2 separate regions of the Arachis hypogaea genome follow, and region 1 is linked to region 2. Evidence: chromatin contacts called from public Hi-C data. All regions are on one chromosome and are shown on one strand. The core of a region is the stretch at or near the end of the contact, and the rest is flanking DNA. Distances in the headings are between cores, read along the strand shown.

Region 1 (3,695 bases), core at 321-2,820, 54 kb after region 2:
TAATATGGCCACCACTTGTTTCTTGGTTTGAATTTTCTTGGCAGGTTTGGTGTGCATGGTTATCATTTGTTGGAAGACAATGGTCGTGCCCGGGGACGCTAGGAACATTTTCAAAGTTGGACTGAGCTATCAACTAGTAAGGAGGAGCGCAAGAGATGGATGATGTGTTTCTGTGCGATTACTTGGAACATTTGGCTAGAAAGGAGTAGAAGAATTTCTTAGAATAGTGAAAAAGGGGTTGACGATATTATCCATCTGTCATTTATGAACTATAAGGAATGGCTACGTGTGGATCATTTTTGTTGTTGATGACAATGCCGAAGATAACAAGGGGATATCTATTAGTGTTTTTTGCGTTGATTGTTTTTCTTTATTTGTTCTAGGTTGGTTCTGTTTGTTGCCTACTTATGCTCCACTTGTTGTGTTGAGCTCTCTTCTTTCAAATAAAAAAGTAATTTTCTAAGAGTGATTGTTGAACTATGTCTTACCTCAAGAGTTTTTTTTTTTCTTATATTACACCTTTCCGATATAACTGTTAGGTATTTACTGCCTTAAATGTACGTTTCAATGTCATAATCTGATAGCTTTACTGATGATAATTTTATTCACTTTAACGATATATCCGTTAACCATTAGTGAGCTAATAATGTGTTATTCTCATTTAATTGGATTTTTGGTGTATCATTCTTGTTCAGAACAGTGTCCCAACTTGAATTTTTTGCATATAAACCACCTATTATTAGAAATAATAGATTCAGAATATTGAAAACTCGGAATAAGAGAATAGTAATAATACGTGTCTCTGACCTATTTTTTACAATTTTGTTCAAATAATTTTTAAATTCGAAAGAACAAAATCACTTTTAAATAGTTACTAAATTGATTCTAAATTTATTAAAAATTGCTGCTAAAAATACATTTAATACAAGTAAAATTTTTTTATAATAAAACTAAAATAAAAAATAAAAAATATTTTTAAAATTCTTGAAAAATTTCAAAGATAAAACTTTGTCTTACCCTTTAAATTATTTAGTTGCTCAATCATTATTTTGTGAACATCACGACAATGTAACGTGGATGATTAATTAAAAAACAAAATAAATTATGTTATTAATTTTGAAAATTAAATAATAGAAACTAGAGCCATTTTAAATCAATTAAGTTAAAAAGAATAAAATTAAAAATTAAAGAATTAAGATATCCAACTAAATCACATATAAAATTTAACAAACTAAAATAATTTTATTTATTCTCTTCTATAGTTTTTTAAAAGGATAGAAAATATATATTTCAATAAAAATAAAGTAATTTTTATAATAAAAAAATAAAGACATAATTTATTATACATATTTAAAAAAATCAATTATAACTTTCATTTGTTTATCCGATTTCAAATTAAAAAATTCTTTGAAAAGAAAAAAAGTTCAACATTGTTGGATTTAAAAACTCACTTTGGGGATTTGCTCTTATCAATCAACACGGTGCCGACGACACGTATCAGTATCCCACGTGTCTGCCACGTGGCGGGAAACCAGCAGTCAAAGCTGCATAGTCTTGCGACGTAAATCTCTTCCCATATACGTTCCCCAAAACCTCCGCAAGTTACCACTTAGCAGCAACCAATTCAAGAGCGGTTATCCCTTTCAATTCATTTCCTCTTTCTCTTTTAATCCGCTACTGAACCTTGCCGGTGTTTGCTTCGTCAATACGTCACCGTTTCACTAACCCCAAATTATCCGAATCCCTGGGCCCTCAATTGGGACACACACTCTCAAAGTTTTAACTTTTAATCTTTCGCACTGTGCACATGATTTTGATATTTGATATTTGACATATTTTATAATAAGAATGATGTATTATATATCCATTTCCAATTCCGTTTCCCCCTCCTTTCTTGAATATCTTGGAGTATTTACTTCTTTCATTGGAGCCTTTCATCAAACAGTTTCAATACGTGCCTTTATATTTCAATATTTGTAGCCTTCTGGCGAGTGGAGTTGGTGAAAAGATTTGGTTTTTTCCCATTGTCGGAGATTCGTGGATCTTGTAGTTGGTGAATGGATTTGGATTAATGGGATTGTGCAAACTTTTTATCTTTGTTGCGAAGGGTGGTGGATTCAAGTGAAGATTCTCTCTCTCTCTCTCTCTCTCTCTCTCTCTCTCTCTCTCTCTCTCTCTCTCGCGGAATGGATATAACGGAAGTTACGATCTTGCATCATGTGGGGATCGTTCTGATGGTGATGTGGTTGCTATCTGCAGTAAACTATTTCCATCCATTTGCTTACTTTGTTGCTTTGATCTATCTTTACCTGGTGAGTGAGGGACCGTGGTTATCAATTTTGAAAACTTTTGGAGATTCTGAAAATTCTTTCTCTTTTGTTAGTTTTGTTTTTTTTTTTTTGGGTATTTAATTTGTTGGGTTGGTGATGCGGGATACAAATAAAAATGGGTACTTATTCTCAGTGATTGGAACTGAATTTGTACTCTGGTTTTTTTGTCTTTTTTGTTGTATTTGTTTAAAGACGGAAAGAAAAAGATGGAGGAATATAATATTTTGCTGACTTTGATATATTTCTTTTTTCTTTTGGCTTTGAAAAGGTTCATGAGCTTTATGTTACAAGGCTGCGGAAGAAGGTGCAGTTTGAGGAGAGGAAACAAGCTAATCAAAGAAGGGTAATTCTAATGGTGTTAGTTTTATTAATTTGATTTTATGAATTTATGAAGTTTATGTGGGAAAAACAGTAAGCTTCAGTTTAAGTAAATGAACAAAGGGGAAAGAAGAAATAGAAAATTTGTGAATAAATGCTGTTCTAAAAGTTAAAGAACCACCCCTTACTTCTTGAAGAATGACAGAATCTGAACATTATTTGCATGGTTATTCTTTTAAGGGTTTATGAAGTATGAGATGAGACAATATTAGTAAGTTACAAGTAAATGATGTACTCCAAATATAGTACAAGAAAATGCATAAAGGGCAATGGGGGGAAGAAACTATGTAATATATTCTCTCCCAAAAGTCAAGTTGAAATGGAATATGGTACTGATAAAAAAAGAGCTAGAACTTTCATCTAGACTATTCCTCTTGCTGCTGTTAAATGGATTATTAGTAACCTTCTGCAAGATGTTTTACCTTGATGAAGACTGAGCATTTCATTTGATGTCAAAAACAAAATTTTGTATAGCTTCATTATAAAAGGTACACTAGCAAATGGATTATTATTATATGGTTAAAAATGCAACACTCCTTGTCTCCTTGGTTTAGGGTTTTTGGTAGTCAATTCCTTTGGTTTTTTTAAATTTTAATAATGTAATTATAATTTCAAATTATTATCTGATATATCATACTGAAATATATTGCATATAATGCCTTTTGTGTCCATCAGGTGCTTTCAGATTCTGAAACTGTCCGGTGGTTGAACCATGCTGTTGAAAACATATGGCCTATATGTATGGAAAATATTGCCTCTCAGAATATCTTGCTTCCCATCATACCATGGTTCTTAGAGAAGTACAAACCTTGGACTGCAGTATGACTCATCCTGTTCATTTATTTATCTTTGATAGTGCTTGATCAAGCAATTTGAATCTTGACTTCTGTGTGAAAACTGAAATTTATGCTTTAGTCTTCAATTTTTTTTCTATCACACTGACTTATGCATGTAATTTTTTTCTCTTTTTTGTATTTCTTTCTTTTG
Region 2 (3,962 bases), core at 332-2,831:
CATTTATAAATATAAATACTAAAATTAGTTAACATAACTAAAAGTTGGTTCTTTATGTTTTTTCATTAGAAAAAGTATGAAGTATTTCTATCTACTGTCGTAATGAAGAGGTAATTATGATTTTTTTTTGTTTTTTGGGTCATGGGTAGGTAATTATGAATCTGTTACATGGCGCCTGATTCAATATTCTTAGAAGGTTTGGAGTATTAAAATTCTTCTTGAAGAGTTAAACAAAAGTTAACGTATTTAGAGTTTTAGTACTCTTTAATTAAGAAGAGAGAGAAGAATCATCATTTAATTATTAAAGAAAGAGAAAAGAATTAGCATTAAATTCTATTTGGGTTAAATTTTTTGTTTTAATTTAAATTTATTTTATTTTTAGATTGATACTAAATTATTATAAAATTATGATAAAAATAAAAATTTAAAAGAATTAAAAAGATATAATACTCTTATTATTCTAAATTTTTTTTATTTAAACAAACATATTCATATTATTTTAAAATTAATACGAATAATTTTATTTAAAATTTTTAAATTTTAAATAAATATATTCATCTTATTTTAAATAAATGTTCTCGTATTATTTTTTTAAAGCGGTTAAACATGATTTTTAAATATCTTAACAAAAGAGATAGATATATGTAATCTTTCAAATTAATAATATTAGAGTGTATATATAAGTACATAATATCTGAAAAGATTAATAAATCTTACCTAGAAAATATAGTTAGAGATATTTTTTGCTTAAGATAATAAAAATAATACGAATATATTTATTTTTATTAAATTAAATTATTAATTTAAATTATATCTATCTAAATTTTAAATAAAAAATTTTAAAAATTTAAAATTCAAATATGTGAATAAAATTAAATTAATAAAAAAAATAAAAATATACGAATACGATTCAAATTGTACAGAAATAGGAATAAATGTGTCGGTAAACAAATTCATTATTTTCAATGAAAAAAAGAAGATAGTATATTAAATAAACTTTATAAAATAAATTATCATTTTAAATAAATAATTAAAATAAATAAAATATAAAAATATTAATTAATTAGATTTTATTAACTAATTAAATAACTTATATACTAATAGAGCATATTAAATTTCTTATAATAATTATAATTATCATTTATTAAAAATATATTTTATAAGTTATAATTAATATGTTTGTAGTTTTTAAAAAAAAAAGTATTAATTGTTTATTAATTTTATCAGTATGCATTAAATATTAATTTAAATCAACGTAAAGTAAATTAAATTTTAAATTTTAATAGTGTTTTTTTTGTTAAAATTATATGAAATTTTAAAACTCCAAACATCAAGAAAATATTGTAACATCCACCCTGTTACATTAATTTGTCAATTTGGGTCTCTTTTTTTCCCCTCATTTTTGGACAGAAAATTCTGATACAAAAGATCAACTAGAAAATACATGCTTACTTATTTGTTTTTGGGCTTGTGTGTTTTATAAAATGTACGGGCTTCCATCATTAGGAAGCTACACATGTTTATGGCTCCAATCCTTATCCAAATATTTTGCTTCAAAACTTACAAATCTATATTCATCTTATGGGCCTGTATTGAAATTCTCCATGGAAATACGTGGTGATTTTCTTGGAACTAATAAAGTTGTGTTGTGTTCGTGGGAAACCAAAAAAAAAAAAAAGTTGTGTTGTGTTTGTGTGATTTTTTTTCTTTAAAAAATAAAAAACCAAGTATCTAGTATTTAGAAAATTTATGTTTTTAAACCAAGTCTAGTAATTAGTTCATTAATATTAATATTGGAGGATTAAATTCTATTTTGTACATGCAGTAATTTATTGACCAATAACAAACTCTTAAATGAAATTCCGATCTGCGACGAATTAATTATTAGCTTGTCATAATAGAGATACCATGAGAAATAAAAGAAATAAAGATATATATTCTAAAAAAAAATTAAAAATTGGATTTTGATGTAGTATTTAGCAAACATAATTAAAAAATCAAACATTTTAATCATTAAGCTTTGGTGTTTTTCTATAAAATGAAAATTTTCCTTTTTTTTAATGTACAAATTTATTTAAAGAAAAATAATTTATAGATTGATTTTGTTCCAACTGTTTTACATATTCTAAATAATTCAAATATTCTACACAAAATTAAATCAAATGCACAAATCGTTTAAAATTTTTAGGGGGATAAAATTTCATTTATATCTTTGGCAGCTATTTTTGTCAATGATATACAATTTCATGTACTATTTTAATTTGATTTTTTTTTAAGTCTGTAGATAAATTTCATTAGTTAGAATTGTATGTTTAATTCTATACAATTGTTTAGTAAATTGAACGCTACGATAGGGTGATAATATGTACCGTACCTGTGGGTATTTAATTTGATCCTACTCAGTCTATAGTCAAAGTAGGGTTGTCAATCTAATTCGTAGGTATATAAATTAAAAAAATATGCATGTATTTAAATTTCAAACAGGATAAATGAATAATATCTCTCTTCACTTATTTTAAACACGTAAACTATCCTAAAAAAGATTTATTAAATTTTTAATAAATAATTAAACTTATTTTTAATTTACACTCATCCACCTTTTTTTTAAATATTTTTTAGAGGTTCCTAAACTTCGTATGAAAGTTTACAATAACTTCACTTCGCCTTGCTAACACGGAATAATGCCACATGAGAATGCACATGAGCACTAATGGCATATGGTATATAACTGCATAATTGAGTATGATTTGATTCGTCTTGTGATCACATTTGATTCAGTCTTAAAAGTGTGGATTGGGTCTTAAAAGTGTGGATTGGATAGAATTAGATATGACTAAAATTTTGATATTCGATCCGTATTAAAATTATCGAATCAAATTCGATTGAATATTGACAATTTTTAAGTTTTTATTCAATTTTATAGATTGAATCATCACAAAATATAAAAATATTTTTAAAAATTTATTTTTATTAAAAAATATTAATAATTTTTTTTAAATATATTTGTTCTTAAAGTAATATTAAACATAATTTTTTAAAATAATAAAATTAAAATAATACAATATATATAATAATTATTAGTTAAAATAAAATATAAAAATAATATTTATTTATTTTTATGAATTTACAGATATATAAATACCTATATAAAAATAGTAATTCAATTTTATAAATATATAAATTTAATCCGATCTAATAATTTTATAAATTAAATTTATATACGTAATTTAAATCGAATTTGAATAAATACCGCACATGTATAAATAGAATTCGATTCATAAACACCTTTGCCAATAAGAGGCACGTCACTCCATCCATTATTTATTCCTTATTCCTTGTTCCTTATTCCTCAACAGACGTGCTTTCTTAAAACAGAAAACGTGACGAATGTAATATAATGATATTGTAACATGCATTTTCCTCCTAGTTTACCACCCTTGATTGCTTGAATGCGTCAAATATAAAAAAAAAATAAAATAATAAATTTTAATTAAGGGCAGGCGTATAGTATAAAATAGATTTAATTGTTATCATCTCTAAACATACCATGTGGAATTAACACAAGAATCGGAGAATTTGCCGAGGTCGGTTATTCTGTGTGTTCCACCTATCAACGAGCTTCAGCTTTTAAAGTAATAATAACTATCTATGACGATTGTGTGAACATGTATACAATGATGTAGGTATATAATATACAATATTATGAATATATGATAATGATGCATGAATATCATGCTAATTATAGATCAAAATCATATCTACGTGTTTACATATTGAAAACGCTACGTCAAGTAGTTATATGATACCTCATACTCCATATTTTCATGTGGATATTCGAATACAATATCATTATCCAATAGAGAAAGGTGGGAAGGATCAATAGTATAAGCTAAGTGAAGTGAAAAGAGATGCAAATATAAAAATTAAATAAGTGAGAACCATCAATCATATCTTTGTTATTA

What was found. Hi-C and Micro-C count contacts between places; a contact is called where the count stands out from the background.
Region 1: a Hi-C map of leaf shows a contact between it and region 2, with 2.3 times the contacts expected there. The contact joins the promoter of LOC112715082 here to the enhancer-like site in region 2. A contact is called at or near these places in 3 of 8 Hi-C or Micro-C datasets (leaf and an unstated tissue).

The regions. Positions count from the first base shown.
Region 1 is chr10:9,023,005-9,026,699 of arahy.Tifrunner.gnm2.J5K5, forward strand. LOC112715082 (C2 domain-containing protein At1g53590) reads left to right here and starts at 1,571. Exons shown (of 12, transcript XM_025766834.3): 1 at 1,571-2,312; 2 at 2,599-2,673; 3 at 3,384-3,527. The coding sequence starts at 2,187.
Region 2 is chr10:8,969,005-8,972,966 of arahy.Tifrunner.gnm2.J5K5, forward strand. No RefSeq gene overlaps it. Among protein-coding and RNA genes, the nearest start is that of LOC140173104, 12 kb to the left of the region's middle. Within about 2 kb of position 1,582, at least 3 of the 3 cell types and tissues checked have open chromatin away from gene starts, as enhancers often do.